Linked DNA regions of Mus musculus: region 2 is linked to region 1. The links are chromatin contacts, called in public promoter capture Hi-C maps. All regions are on one chromosome and are shown on one strand. The core of a region is the stretch at or near the end of the contact, and the rest is flanking DNA. Distances in the headings are between cores, read along the strand shown.

What was found. Promoter capture Hi-C pulls out the DNA fragments that hold promoters and counts their contacts.
Region 2: a contact with region 1 is called in a promoter capture Hi-C map of hippocampal neurons, with 6 times the contacts expected there. The contact joins the enhancer-like site here to the promoter of Hs3st4 in region 1. A contact is called at or near these places in 1 of 39 promoter capture datasets (hippocampal neurons), 1 of 484 Hi-C or Micro-C datasets (cerebral cortex) and 4 of 115 datasets of contacts at active chromatin or transcription factors (embryonic forebrain, embryonic hindbrain, forebrain and 1 more).

The regions. Positions count from the first base shown.
Region 1 is chr7:123,979,318-123,986,463 of GRCm38.p6, forward strand. Hs3st4 (heparan sulfate (glucosamine) 3-O-sulfotransferase 4) reads left to right here and starts at 3,511. Exons shown (of 2, transcript NM_001252072.2): 1 at 3,511-4,576. The coding sequence starts at 3,864. It overlaps Gm26974 (a long non-coding RNA gene), which reads right to left and starts at 4,137. Exons shown (of 4, transcript XR_003946874.1): 1 at 4,008-4,137; 2 at 137-204.
Region 2 is chr7:124,678,231-124,685,376 of GRCm38.p6, forward strand. All of the region lies in intron 1 of 3100003L05Rik (RIKEN cDNA 3100003L05 gene), which reads right to left. Among named protein-coding and RNA genes, the nearest start is that of 3100003L05Rik, 27 kb to the right of the region's middle. Within about 2 kb of position 3,196, at least 12 of the 459 cell types and tissues checked have an H3K27ac peak or open chromatin away from gene starts, as enhancers often do. A contact at or near this core is called in cerebral cortex and hippocampal neurons, where this site is marked.

The DNA of each region.
Region 1 (7,146 bases), core at 2,261-4,760:
TGACTATTGCTGCTTACTTAAAAAAAAAATCTCTTCAATTAAACAACTACCCCTCCCCCAAATCCTTCTGGTATTTTTCTTTTTAAAATGTCCAGAAAACCACAGTTCAAGTGACTCAGAGATAGTGTCTACTCACCAGGCTTTGAGTCACAGCTGTCATGTTCTCAGCAGTTTAGGAAGTTACACTTCAGTGAACTCTGTGGACTGGGATAGAAGCAAGGGCATGCATACATTTTTCAGGGACAACATTTTAATAGGAAAAGAAGCAGGCAGGTTCTGAGCCAAAATTTAGATCCAACTAATTATTGCTGGCCACCACACATCAGGCACACAGCCAGGTATCTTTTGCATATGTTAGCTAATTCAATTCAATCCTTAAAAAAAAATTCAGGTGACTCTTATCATTCTTTATTTAACTACATAGAAAGTATGCAAAAAAAAAATCTGCTCGGAAGCTATTAACTAGTAACTAAGGTTACTAGTAAGGTGTGTCTTGATTCTGTCACCTGAAGATGCAAAAGCATAATACAGTATCATCATAGAAATTGAGACCACACTTATCAGGCAGGGCTGTGGGGTGCATGAAAGGTGAGACTTCCAAAGGAAAGAGGTTGAAGTTTATTAGTTAGGGAAAGATCCAAAAAGGGCATTAACAGAGGCGAGAAGCATTCCTCAGGGGCATTGATCCACTTGCTATTGCTGCCTAGGATGAATAGAAATGAGGTGTTGGGAGGCCTGGAGATGCGTTGGGAGAAAGCTGTGAAAACTCAGATAGGCCTGAGTGAGCACGGATGTTGGCAGTGGAAACAAAACACAATCCTACTTCTCCTCTCCAGACCCAGTGGGCATTGCAGCTTGGAGTTGGCATTCTCTCTACATAGCATCTTTTTATTCTAAGTTTCTTAAGGACATGTTCTCAGGGACCCCTTTTATATAGAGAAGCATGCAACTACCTCAGTATAGATTGCACAGAGTTTCTCTCTAAGAAACAGAACACACACACACACACACACACACACACACACACACACACACAGAGAGAGAGAGAGAGAGAGAGAGAGAGAGAGAGAGAGAGAGAGAGAGAGAGAGAGAATGCATGCCTCTTCCCCATCACTTCTTGGACATGGTGTTTGACCAATAAGATGTCATTCATTGTTTGTTTGTTTGTTTTGATGTCATTCTTTTAGGTATCAGAAAGAAAAGGGATCCTGAGAAATCTTCCTGACAAGATTTCTCAGATAAGAGTCATAAATGTGCAGGCACAACCCAGATGGACAGGGGAAAACACAGAGCCTGTAGGCTCTTCTGGAAGGCCTGAGTTCTAGATCTGAGTTTTCAGGCTTAGTTGTGGTTTGTATGTGCTTGGCTCAGGGAGTGGTACTATTAGGAGGTGTCTCCTTGTTGGAGTAGGTGTGGCCTTGTTGGAGGGAGTGTGTCTCAGTGGGGGTAGGCCTTAAGACCTTCCCCCTAGCCACGTGGGAGCCAGTCTTCTGTCTGCCTTTGGATCAAAATGTAGAACTTTCTGCTCCTCTAGCCCTATGTATGCCTGGACGCTGCCGTGCTCCCACATTTATGATAATAGACTGACCCTCTGAACCTATAAGCCAGCCCCAATTAAATGTTGTCCTTTGTAAGAGTTGCCTTGGTTATGGTGTGTCTTCACAGCAGTGGAAACTCCAACTAAGAGAGTTGGGTATTCAGAATCAGTAAGTAGACTGATCCTCCAGGGAAAGTCTGCAGTTTTCAACCATTTGGAGTCGATTTAAACATTTTCCCTTCTTCCTGCTGCCTGCCAGATATCTACTATCAGCTTGCCCTTTCTGGGCTACATTTTAACACCATTTTATGAAAAAAATTTGTTTCCCAAGTCTGAGAACACATCTTTAGTGAGAACTGCATACAGGGCAGGTCTGTTTTGACTGCCGAGAACCGAGAGAGTCTGAGAACTGGGGGTCAAGAGCAGCAAGGCTCTGGCTTCAGCATCCTAGTGCCCTAGCTAGCAAAAGAAGTCCAACCCGAGGCAGTGGCAACATTAGCAGACACCGAACTTCCTATCTGACAGCTGCACTTGGAGTTGAAGGAGGGCTGGATGAAGTGGCATTTCTGTCAGCTTCAGCTGGTCCTTCCCATTAACATTACAGTAATGGAGTTGTGTGGTGGTTGAAGAAAAGCATCGCTAGTTACAGGGGGTGATTTACAGGACACCAGACTCCGTATTTCAGAGTCTCCTGTGTACCATAAAAAATGTATTATAAAGGAATAATCTTTATCTGAACCGAAGCTGCGGTGTGGAAGACTCATGTCCAGCTGAGAGCAGCAGCGAGCTTTTGTTCACCCAGGGAAAAGTCCCCGGTCTTCGTCATATTTGATTAACATTTTTCCTCTCTTTGGCACTAGGTATCTTGTTAATATTTAGACATTATATACATTTTCTTTCAACTATTGTTCCCATTATGAGATCAAATAGAACAGGAGAAGCCAGCCTCTGCAGCAGAAGAGGGAGAAAGCTGATAGTCTGGGTAACCAGCTAACTGTGCCTAGCAGGGTAGAGCACATTAGAGCCAGTGCCAGTACTCACGAAGAAGGGCTCCTGAGAGCCTCCCTAGATGGACGCTCCCCCAGTTCTAGGTTCCATCTTCCCCTTCTCCTGCGCTAAAGGCTACAACAAACCAGTCCACTTTAGAATCTCGCAAAGCCTTTAATACCACCGAGTGAGAGGAGGGATGGAAATCTCTCTGCTAAGCACAGGCACCTAAAATATTCAGTGAAGTGACACGCAGACATCCCTCTGCTTATTTGGTGTTTGGAGGGATGAGGACCCCAGTCTGTGTCAGCTCAGGGAACCCCAAGCTCCCTTAGCCCGCAGTGCCTCCCACAGGGCACAGGTGGGTGCACCTGTGGTTAAAGGGACCCGGTAGGGGACAGCGCCATCTCCCAGCAGAAAGTACAGTCTCTGGGTGAAAAGGCAGGGGCAAAAGCTTCTAGTCTGGGAAACCTTGGGGTCTGTGTCAAAGCTCCACCCATCAGGAGCCTCAAAGATAAGGCTGGGGAGGTGGAAGTTGGGGTGGGGAAAGAACTGCATCAGAAAGCAAGGCAGGAGAAAGCTAGGGAAGAGACAGTCAGAAATGGGCTGAGTTTTCTCAGAGTCCCATCGGAGGAGACCTGGGGGAACTTGTCACTGCTAGGATCTCAGCTTCTCCAGCGCAGGACGGTCCAGGCCAGCTCTGGGTTACAATTCCCTCCAAGAGTCTGGAGCGAACGCTGGCGAGCGCGGACACCTCCGACTCCCGTGGGAGCGCAGCGCTAGGGCGGGGCGAGGTCCTCCGCGCGCGCTTGGCGGCGGCTGGCGGGGGCCGGGATCTCCGCTCTCCCGGGCGCCCCAGCCTTGGCGCACGCCTCCGCTCTCGCGCACCCCCTCCGCAGGCACGCGCGAGGCGCACCCCTCCTTCCCCGGGCGGCGGCGGGCGCGCGCCCGGCCCCCTCGCCTCCGCCCCTCGGCGCCGGTCCTCTCTCCCGGCAGAAAGTTAGCAGCAGGGAAGGAACTCGGGGCTGCGGGAGCGGTAGCCGCGGCAGCGCGGGGAGAGCGGGGCGCTGCGCACGGAGCAGGTGCCGCCGCGACTAGGCGCCCCCCTCGGGCTCCTGGCCTGAGGTTGAGGGGGGCGGCGGGGGCTCGCGAGGGGAGGGGGCCATGCGTCCGGGCTTGTCCCCGGCGCAGCGGGACGGCAGCCAGGGCCGGGGGCGCAGCGGCGTCGCTCCATGCAGCCGGGGCGGCTGGGCGGCGGCGGCGGCGGCGGCGGGGGCGGCGGCTGAAACCATGTCCGGGCAGCGCCGGGGGCCGCCGCCGCCGCGAGCCGGGAGCCGCGATGGCCCGGTGGCCCGCACCGCCTCCGCCTCCGCCGCCGCCGCCGCCGCTCGCCGCGCCGCCGCTGCTGCCCGGCGCCTCCACTAAGGGGCCGCCGGCGCGCAAGCTGCTCTTCATGTGCACCCTGTCCCTGTCCGTCACCTACCTGTGCTACAGCCTGCTGGGCGGCTCGGGTTCGCTGCAGTTCCCGCTGGCGCTGCAGGAGCCCCCGGGATCCGCCGCGGAGCCCCCGCCGAGCCTGCTGTCTCCCTCGCTGCCGCCTCCCCGCGTGCGCCCCGGCGCCTCCTCGCCGCCGCCGGACAACGCGAGCCGCGGGCCACCGCCCGAGCCCCCCGAGCGCTTCACGACTCCTGCGGCCGACGGCTGGGGACTGGCGAGCGGCGGCGGTGCTCGGGACGCCTGGCCCAGGAGCCCGCCTGCCCCCGGAGACGCGGTCACAGAGCAGGACGCGCTGTTGGGGCGCGGGGCGCAGGAGCCAGGCGCAGCCGAGGAGCTGGAAGGCCGGAGGGCGGCCAACGGGAGTGCGGAACGGGGCCCCGCCAGCACCCCTGATTATGGGGAGAAGAAGCTGCCCCAGGCACTGATCATCGGGGTCAAGAAAGGAGGGACACGCGCGCTGCTGGAGGCTATCCGAGTCCACCCGGACGTAAGGGCAGTGGGCGTAGAGCCGCACTTCTTCGACAGGAACTACGAGAAGGGGCTGGAATGGTACAGGTAGGAGGCTGCTGCGGAGTGCCAGACGCATAAGGGGTCCCGAGAGCCCATAGCCAGAGCATCCAGGGGAGGGCAGTGGGAGCCCTGGCCTGTTTGCGCAGAGTCCCGGTACAGATGAGAGAACAGGACTCCAGCTAAAAGATCACTTTATTTCTGGGAAAGGGGAGGAGCAGGTGCCTTGGAGAACTACCAGGCTTCAAATCTGGGAATCCCCAGCTCTCCCGCCTGTCTGTGGGGTGTTTCCCAATCCAGGCCAATACAGGGCGCTGGGCTTCTAGTTGAGAACAAGCGGAGGAATGAGACAGGAGAGCTAAATTGACGACGAGCTTTGAGATCCCCAGGAATCAATCTAAAGCGCCCTCAAAAGCGTTTGTGTGGCTGGAATCCAACTTCAGTGTTTTAAGGTCAGAGCAAAATGAACAGTTAAAAAAAAAAAAAAAAGACGGTGTAGGCGCTTTGGCTATTTCCTACCTCTGTAACTTTATGTTCCTCTTGGCTGAATGAACACTGGGTTGATTTAGTATCAGGAGCCTAGGTGTCTAGATACCAGTTGGTGCTATAAGTATGTCTGTGCCCTGTGCAGAGATCCTTCTAATTTGAGCATCCTTGGAGACAGACTGGAGTTACTTCTGCTGGGAGTTATATACCTCTTTCTGACAGGACACCATCAGGTGTTGGAACTGCGAGGGAGGAAAGGAGCAGGAGAAAGTTAAGTGCAGGTCAGATAGCGATTATCTGTCTTTCTTGCCAGCCCCGACATTAAAACAACATTGGTGCGTGCACATGCTCAGAATGCAAGCCCCTTTCTCTCTTGTCCCTCCTCTTTCCTCCCTCTTCATATCTTTCTGGATAACAGATCTGGACGGGTGGCCCCATCTCGATCACATTTCAATAATTAATTGCAACTGTCAAACAGAAACAGAGCCCTTGTCCGCTGAAGCGATGCTATCAGTTCCACAGAGCCAATAGGTAAAATGTCCTGTGACAGGGTTGCTTTCCTGTGGAAGAGACATGCTTCCTGGGTTTAGATTACAGCCTGGGAAAAGTTTGGGCCATTATTTTGGGAATACGTAATAAGCATGTGTGTTGTGACTGTTTTCTCCCACTTTTGAAAAAAATTGTCTTGTGCCTTAAAAGCTGCAGAGAAGTACACCGAGCCATAAACATTCCAGCACATCACACTGAGACAGGGAGTGTGTCTGTTAATGTCTTGTCTGTTTCAACAGCAAGAACTAATTGGGATATTTTAGGAGGCTTCAAACAGTCCCTTCCTATCAAAACATAAAACAGCAAGTGCCTAATTTAACTGGAAAAAAATCCTTATTTATAACATCACAAGCCATGGCTTCCAGTTTGTGATTATAATTAAAAAGGTGTTAGGATGATTAATGCAACAACAGCAAAATAAAGACAGGGGAAGATGTCTGGGAAGGGTTCAGCTGTTTGCTGGTGAGCTACAGGAATGTCCTGATTTTTTCTGTGGGGTAGCTTTAGCCATCGGAGGGGAAGCAGGCATCCCCCCTCCTGGTTCTAATTTTAAAGCTGCGCATCTTGTGGGAAGTGTCAGATGCCCTTTAAGAGAGGAATAAAGATCAAATCTTGCAGCATGTGTTTTGGGTGGCTTTGCTGCAGTGGGGCTACAGAAAGAAGTGATTTATTTGGATGACCAATAAAGTTCACGGGAATGCTTGAACGAGGAAGTCCCTATCTTGGGGCCAGGAGAGTTTTCTAAATGAAAGGAAAGAGATGATAGATTTCTTAGGTTCTTTTACAGTGATGCCAAGATGAGATACATAAGCTACCTCACGGTCATGGCTACCGAAGGTGTGCGGTGTAGAGATAATTCCAGCCTCCTGATCCCAGCCAACATTTGTGGCATGTGTGGCTTGGTATTTGTTAGCCCTTAGTAGAGCTGCTAAACACAAATGGTATGCCTAGGGCAAGGTCAGCTTGGGCCCAGGTATGAGAACCATTTGGTATCTCTTGGTCCTCAACCCCTGGCCCTTATTCTCTTGCCATATAGAGATGCAAGACTGAGTGATGCTGATTGGAAGTAAGGCAGAGACTCTCTTTAAGAGCAAGCCTCATGGAAGTGTGTGACCATCTAACAACACAGGCTCCATTAGCCACTGAAACATGGCTGATGGAAAGACTCCTGGAAGCTCCTGGGGAATCACTGGTGAGCTTCCCAGCCTCACAGCTGTGCTTTGAAGACATTTGTGAGACTTCATTAGTCTTGTCTTTTCATGCCTGCCCTGAGCCTCTCTCCCATGTAGGAAGAAGGGATGATAGATAGATCCTGATGTAGAAATCTGAGTAGTGGCTTTGATTCAAACCAGTTGTAGAAACTCTTTGTCTTGGTTCCCAGAGCAACTCTAGACCCTAAATGATGGCATCTTAACTTGCCCGTGCCATGTCTGCTGTCTACAATCTGGTGGCTTCATTGAAGAAGCACAGGTTAATTAAAGGTTTTAAATTTTCATTATGTATTTAACCATTTACCCTTCACTTATTTATCGTTTGAAATACTCCCAGTTGTCCACTGGTTCTGCAAGTGGTCCTGGATTTTG
Region 2 (7,146 bases), core at 1,946-4,445, 700 kb after region 1:
CTCATCTGAGGAAAGACTCGATCACCTGGTACCTGCAGTCAGTACATGGTAGCTTAGAGCCTATGTCCTACTGCTCTGAATCACTGATGCATACCTAAGGCTTTCCCTTTTCTGCCCAGCTAGTCAAGCCCCATTGAGCAATGCTTTGATGTTGCTGGAACCAGAAGGTAACAATGAGCCATCGTTCATTCTGAAGTTTCTGGAGTATGCTTAGATGTGCTCTGGAAATGAAAGTCGACAAAAACCTGAAAGAAGAGGCAGAAAGTTCCAAAGCTTGAGTTTCACAAGCAGGAACCATTGGGGATGCCAGGTGAAAGTTACCAAAAAGCTGCTGAGGGACTGGGGCAGGCTTGGAGCATCATGCTTAGGTATTGGTTAGGATACCCAAACACTCAGGTGGCAGACAGGCAGCTGGAGGCAAATCTGAGAATAGAAGGAACAGAAATTAAAAATAGCAATAAGCTGTGCCCCAAAAGAGAGGAAAAAAAAGATGTTTATTCACAGAGCAGCCACCCCCGGAAAATGATTGGCACTCTTTGTTTTGTTTTGTTTTTTCATTCCTTATAGCATCCATAGGCCATAAAAATGTAGCTGGAAATTAAGAATATCACTGTCCCTCACAATGCCTGCATGGAGGCCTCAGCTCATGGCTCCACTCTGCTCTTTGAAGTAGCTCACCAGACATCTCTGCATTGGGCCTGCTGTAGCCTCCTCAGCATCCTTGGAATCCCATTATCTCTTGCTACTGTGTCTTCATGGAGAATGGTGGCCATGCCTCTACAACCTGGTCCCTACAGTGAATCCAATTCATTATGGTGGTGTCATCTAACCTTTCCTGCACTGCACAGGACACAGACCCAGCAGGCCAGGGAGACTTGGGTTTTTTGAATCTGTGTGAGCCACCAGGCAGGTGGCAGGATCTCCACCCATTCCTGAAGGAGAACCAGCCATCACTGTGTGACTGTCTCCTCCCTCTCCATGATGTTGACATCATAAACTGTCCTGAACTAATCCCATTAGCCTTGCCCTGGAACGGTTGCTTCTGGTTTTCCTGGCCATAAGTTTTAATCAAACCTGACCATCCACAAAAACTCTGTTTTATCAAATGGATGAGAGCTCTGAGTGGTCCTCTTCCTCGGTCTGCTCCCTCTGATCTGCCTCTCCATGTCCTCTCTCCATCTCCCTCTCGTGGCCTTTCCTTGTCTTCTTTCATCTCTCTCCCACCTGCACTCTTCTCTCTTCTTCCTTCATCTTCTCTACCTCCTCTCTCATCTCTTACTGACCTTTTATTTCTTTTTATCTTATCATATTCTGTATAACCCTCAAGAGCAATCACTTGGCCGTCTTCTAGCCCAGAGCTTCCAAGCTGTTTGTCTGTCTTGTGGAGCAGAAACTGAAACAGAAGAAGCAGGATGACACTTGTCTACCCCACAAATCCACGGGGCAAGGCATCCTCTAGGCATCCAGAGTGTGCTGGTCGTTTTTAGTTGACATGGCTTTGGTTATTTCTGTCTTAAGTGTCTTGATTAATGGTTCATACTTTAGTCACCAGACCCCAAACTTACCTATAATCACCCTCTCCCCAACCTTTCTCAAGACATTACTTTGTCTCTTTGTAAAACACTCAAACATGAAGTAAAAACTTTCTGGACATCCGCTTGTCCTACTGACTATGGTAATGCAGAGATGAGCCAAGGAAAGAGCCCAAGTGCTCCAGCCCAGCACCCACAGGTATGCATGGCTGTATTGGACAGTGTGGTTCAACCTTGTTCACTTGCCCAGGAATGCTCTGTTCTTTCCATTTATCATAGTTGTCATTGTTAGTATAATGTGTAAGTAGTAACTTTATTAATCATGGAGTGATTTTATTAATGACCTTATTAATTACTGAAACAAATGTTTATTGAGGAACTACTATGAAGTATTCCTTCCAGTGTAGACAGTGTCATATGGTTTCTGTAAAGCATAGGGTAGGCTGCATGGAATACAATTTCATGTGCAGTGAATGTTTGCAGAGTGCAGCTTCACTGTGCTCTAACCTGCACACATGCACACAAGCATAGCTAGGACATAACCACTGCACAGTGATGCCCTGCACAGATGTGCATACACACACACACACACACACACACACACACACATGCACACACAGAGCTATGATTTGCTTTTACTGTCCTAGAAATAACCCATCCTTTGATGGCTGCTGCACAGTGAAGCTCACAATGAACTGTGTTTAACAGGACCATTAATTTATTAGGCACTCACTTAAGACGGTTGAACCACATTAGAGCAAATGTGTTCTTGGGGGCTCTGTGAGGGCTGTGTTTATTTTCTAAAAGTTGCCATTAGGTCTAGATGGTGGGAAGACTGCCAGAGGCCACATTATGGGAGCCCTGGTCAGTCTCCTGTGCCATGTGGCTATAGAATTAGTGTGCTACTTACTGATGGGCAATCCATCCCTTAACAAGGTCCCAATTTGGCTCCTGGAATAATGAGATGAGCCTTTAGGGACCATCCATCTCTCTCCCACAGCTGAGGGCACTTCTGAGGAACATGGTCCCTTAACTGGCTTATGATGTAGTGCAGCTGAGCTGAGGCTGGTACAGCTCATTTATTTCTCAGGGGCCAAAATGAAATTTTCAGTAGAAGCTCCTCCCTCCTCCCATGAGGCTCTGCCAGGGCTGACATATTTGAAAGGGCTATATGTTAGGTAGTGAGGGGTTGGTCCATATCCCAGATCTTCTGAACAATCCTAGACAGGCAACTTATTCTTCCTAAACCCTAATTTTCCGCCTAGTGAGACAGAGATCCACATGAGAAAACAGTATTAATTGAGAACCTACTCCAATCATTTTATAGGTTAAGAGACGAACTAATTCACGTGAAGTCTATTCTCAGGAACATTGACCTATAAGCTCAAGTGATCGCTTTGAATGAAGGCACATTTCGGCCAATTTAGATGCTGGGGAGGCATGAGACAGGGGCTGTGTCTTGTTGGGCATCTGGGAGAGTGACAGCTGAGTTGAGCTCTGACAGATGGCCAGGTGTTAATCGGTTAAGCAGGGTGATGGTGGTGATGATGGCGGTGGTGGCAGTGGTGGTGGTGGCGGATGGGGAAGAGCTATGCCAGACGGAGAGAACAGCTTGTGTAAAGGCCTGGAGACTGGAGGGAACACGGTGTGTTTAGAAACCGAAATCGAGCCAGAAGGCCTGGCGCACAGACAAGGAAGGGCTGTAAGGTGGGCGGGAAGAGGCTCCTTAGGGAACCTAAGTAGAATGCTGAGGACACCTTGTTCAGAACTGGGGTCACATCTTATGGAAAAGAGAAACCTGTTGGAGGTTTTAAGCAGCCTTCGTGGTGTTTACACATAGCCATCACTCTGCCAGTGGAATGGGCGCAAAGCTGGAAGGAGACCAGACTGCTACATGTGGAAGGAAAGATTGTAGGAAATGTGATTTTATATAAATAACAAAGACTTATGCTGAATCAGGGACAAAAGACTGGAGAAAGTTAAGCTACATGATACACTGAACAGAACTGCATCAACCAAGAGAAGAGGCTCTAACTAGGACTCCCACTCTCCCTGTCCACACTGTCCAAGACCACTTACTGCATGGGCAAGTGATCACTAGTGGCAAGCGATACCCCAGACACTCAATAGACACTCATGGTGCCCATCTGTCCCCTTAAGATCTTTGCCAATTGAGTCCCACCAGCTCTGTCACAGCCTCAAGGAGCTGGATTCAAATCCCTTTCACCTTCTTCCAGAAGCTTTCAAACTTCCCACTTTCTAACTTGAGCCTCAAGTGCCAGCAGGCAGCCTTGGGCTGGCAGAGCTATGGGAAGAATCTTGCACAGCTTAAGGCTGGGAATAGCTGTGCCAAGATGTTTCTCGATTCTTCCTCCTGAAGTGTCTGACTCAGTGTGCTGCAGTTTTTTAAATTATTATTATTTAAACCTATTATTTGTGAGTTTTGTGTATGAATATAATAAATTTTGATGAAATCTGCCCTCTACTAGCTCTGCTCCAGCTCCTCCCATGCTTCATCCCCTCAACTTCTCCATCCAACTTCACGAACTCATCTGTTAAAGCCATTGAGTGCACTCGTACTGCCTGTATGTGAAGGGTGTAGAGCACCCTCTAGAACATGGGCAGTCTAAAGTCAAGCTGATACCGACTGTTCTTCATAGAACCTGGCCAAATCCTGCTGCTCTTGAACTAAAAGGAGATACCCAGTGGAAACTGAGCATCTCCCTTCAGACCAGGAGAAGGGAGGAAACAAACCAATGGGAGGATAAGAAGGCGCTGAAACTGACAAACTACAGAAACAACTCCCATAGGCTGTGTGAGGAAATCCCCACATTTAGGACCCCAGTGTTCTGATCTGTCAATTAGAGCTAGTGGTGGGTCCTCCATTGGAGTTCTGTTGAGAAAGAAAGTGAAAGTCTGTGATGGAAAATGACAGTCAATAAAGTACTTGGGGACAAGGAAATAATAAATGCATAAGTAGCCCAGCAGGATGGCTGTGAATTCAATCCAGCCTGGGCCCAAATCCAACTTTTGCCATTCCTGACCTAAGTTGAAGATAGTGAGGGAAGGCACTCGCCTTAGCATCCCACCAGCACTAAAGGGTAAAACAGTTCAGGGCTCTAACCTCACCAAGCTTATATTTCCAGAGAAGGAAGAAATTAAATAACCATGCATGTTTAAAGAACAAAACAAAACAAAACAACCCCCACCCCACCCCCCAAAAAAACCCATCTCGCAATGTCAACAGGACTCTGAAGAAACTAAAACAGTGGGAAATGACAGAGTAGCTACCTGAAAGAGATGCACATTGGACTGCTGTGTGCACATGACCTTCCAGCTCAGAGCTGACTCAGAAGAAACGTAGGTGATGATACCACACATATAGGCAGGTGATTCTCAACCCTGGTTCAGGGTTTCATTAGAACCAGCTAGAAGTTGCTTGACAGCCATTAAAATAGTATTGTTTGGGGGTAATTCTTAAGCACACAAAGGGAAGTCAGCCTCAGCTTTGTAAAAATCATGTACAGAATGATCTAGCCTGGTATTTTCATCATGAAGTACTCGATCAGGGCTAGTAGAGCAGGAATCACAAGCAGGCCATTGAAATGTGAGGTATATTATCCCATAGTTCCCAGAGGCTGAAAGGTCAAGGTTAAGGTCTCAGGAGGCAAAGGTGCCTTTATCTGCTGAGCCATCTTGCCTATATCATGAAGTTGTATTTTAACAGACTAAAATCAGAACTTTAACCCTAATGTGGGGAGGAAAACACAACTTATATGTCATCATAATTAGTCCTCACCAGTTTCCCCCCCCGTTTCAAACCTTCCTCTTGATTTTCTCGTCTTCCCATTTGGCTCTTCACTCCAGAGATTCTTGTAATCATAACGTCATCCCTTTCTGGAACTTTAAAGCAAAACCCTTCCAAATAAGTACCTTGATTTATGATAGGAGAGGAAGAGGAAGAGAGGGAGGGGGAAGGGGAGGGAGGGAGGGGGGAAGAGAGAGGGAAAGAGAGAGAGAGGGAGGGAGAGAGAGGGGGAGGGAGAGAGAGAGAGAGAGAGAGAGAGAGAGAGAGAGAGAGAGAGAGAGAGAGAGAGAGGCAAAGACTTCCCAGATGGAGCATGCCTGGTAGTGTTACTCATGCTATTTTGTTCTCTGATGTTTAACCCACAGGAGTAAGGGAGAAAGGAGAAGTCTCCCATCCCAGAATTGCCACTTCTTAGGGGACACTAGCAGTGTGGAACCACAGCACTGACTGTTATCTGTAAAAAGGAGATGCTATGGGCTGCAAAAATGGCTTGGTAGTTAGCACTGGCTGCTCTGCCTGAGGACCTGATTGAATTTCCAGCACGCACATGGTGGTTTCCAACAGCTGCAACTCCAGTTCTGTGGACTCTAACATGCTTTTCTGGCCTCCTTGGACACTGCATGAGGATGGTGCTCACACATACACATGGCACATGGCAACCAATTAAACAGAACACTTGTCCTAAGCATGGTCACCGAGCTATGCCATATGGTGTTGACAGAGTCAGGGGCTTTTGATTTCATAGGGTTTTCAAGGTTGGTGCCTTGGTGCTATGTGTGAGCCCCATTCTAAGTTGGAGAGAGCTATTTTCAGAACAGAAGGCAGAGGGGAGACTTGCTAGCAAGTTTCACAGTAGCCACCATCATCAGAGGCACAATGGCTGACAACTCTTACATAATTTTTCTTTTCTGGGCTCTTGTCAGGACCAGATTCCAGTGCCCACTGGGATTTTATACAGGAACCTGTGGGTTTTCCTTTGACATTGAAGACAATGTATTCTCCCCAAGGAGGGAGACATCAAGCCTCTGCCACGTCTGTAGATAACTGGAGGATGAAGAGAAAAAGGAGCTCCTTTGGCTCAAAGGCCCAGTAGTGAAGGTGACCTGCTTTATATGCTTATATGACATGATGGCAGGACAACCTTTACATGCAATAAAATCATAAGTATGGGTTGGATTTTCTCAGGAACCTGGCCAAAGACAAAAAGAGTCATGCGGTTTTTTTTCCAAAGGCAATCCTTCTTCCAAGGTGAGAGAAGAATGAAACTTAGTGCCAAGGAGAGAAGCAATCATGTTGGAGAACTCGTCATCTTAAGTTGCTTCTAGCTTTAGTCACTGCCATTGATAATCTCCTAGTCACCATGGTCCTTCCTCCCCACTGATGATCTTATTCAGTTCCTGAGTTCAGTTCTGACAAAAAGGGATTCAAGGGTTTTCCACCTCTAAAGGGAGCTTGGCCTGGAGTAAGGCTTGCTGCGATGTGACAGTATCAGTGCTAGTCTCTCCATCCCTTCTAGTTCAACATTGACTAGACCCAAGTCTCAGACAGTGCCTCTTCTCTACAGAACACTCTGTCATACATCTACCATGCTGAATCTCAGAAGCTGCTTCCTGCTGTAAGTAATAGTGAGCTTAACACTGGCCTCAAAAACCCAGATTCTTGCTCTTTTCTTATGGCAAAGTTGAGGAACAGACAGTGTCAAAGACATCCACTTAGATGTGCCCTCAAGGGTGGAAAGGACTACTATCTTGAGACCACTTCCAGCCTTGTAAGTGCTTCTTTATGGTTATAAAATAGTATTGATGC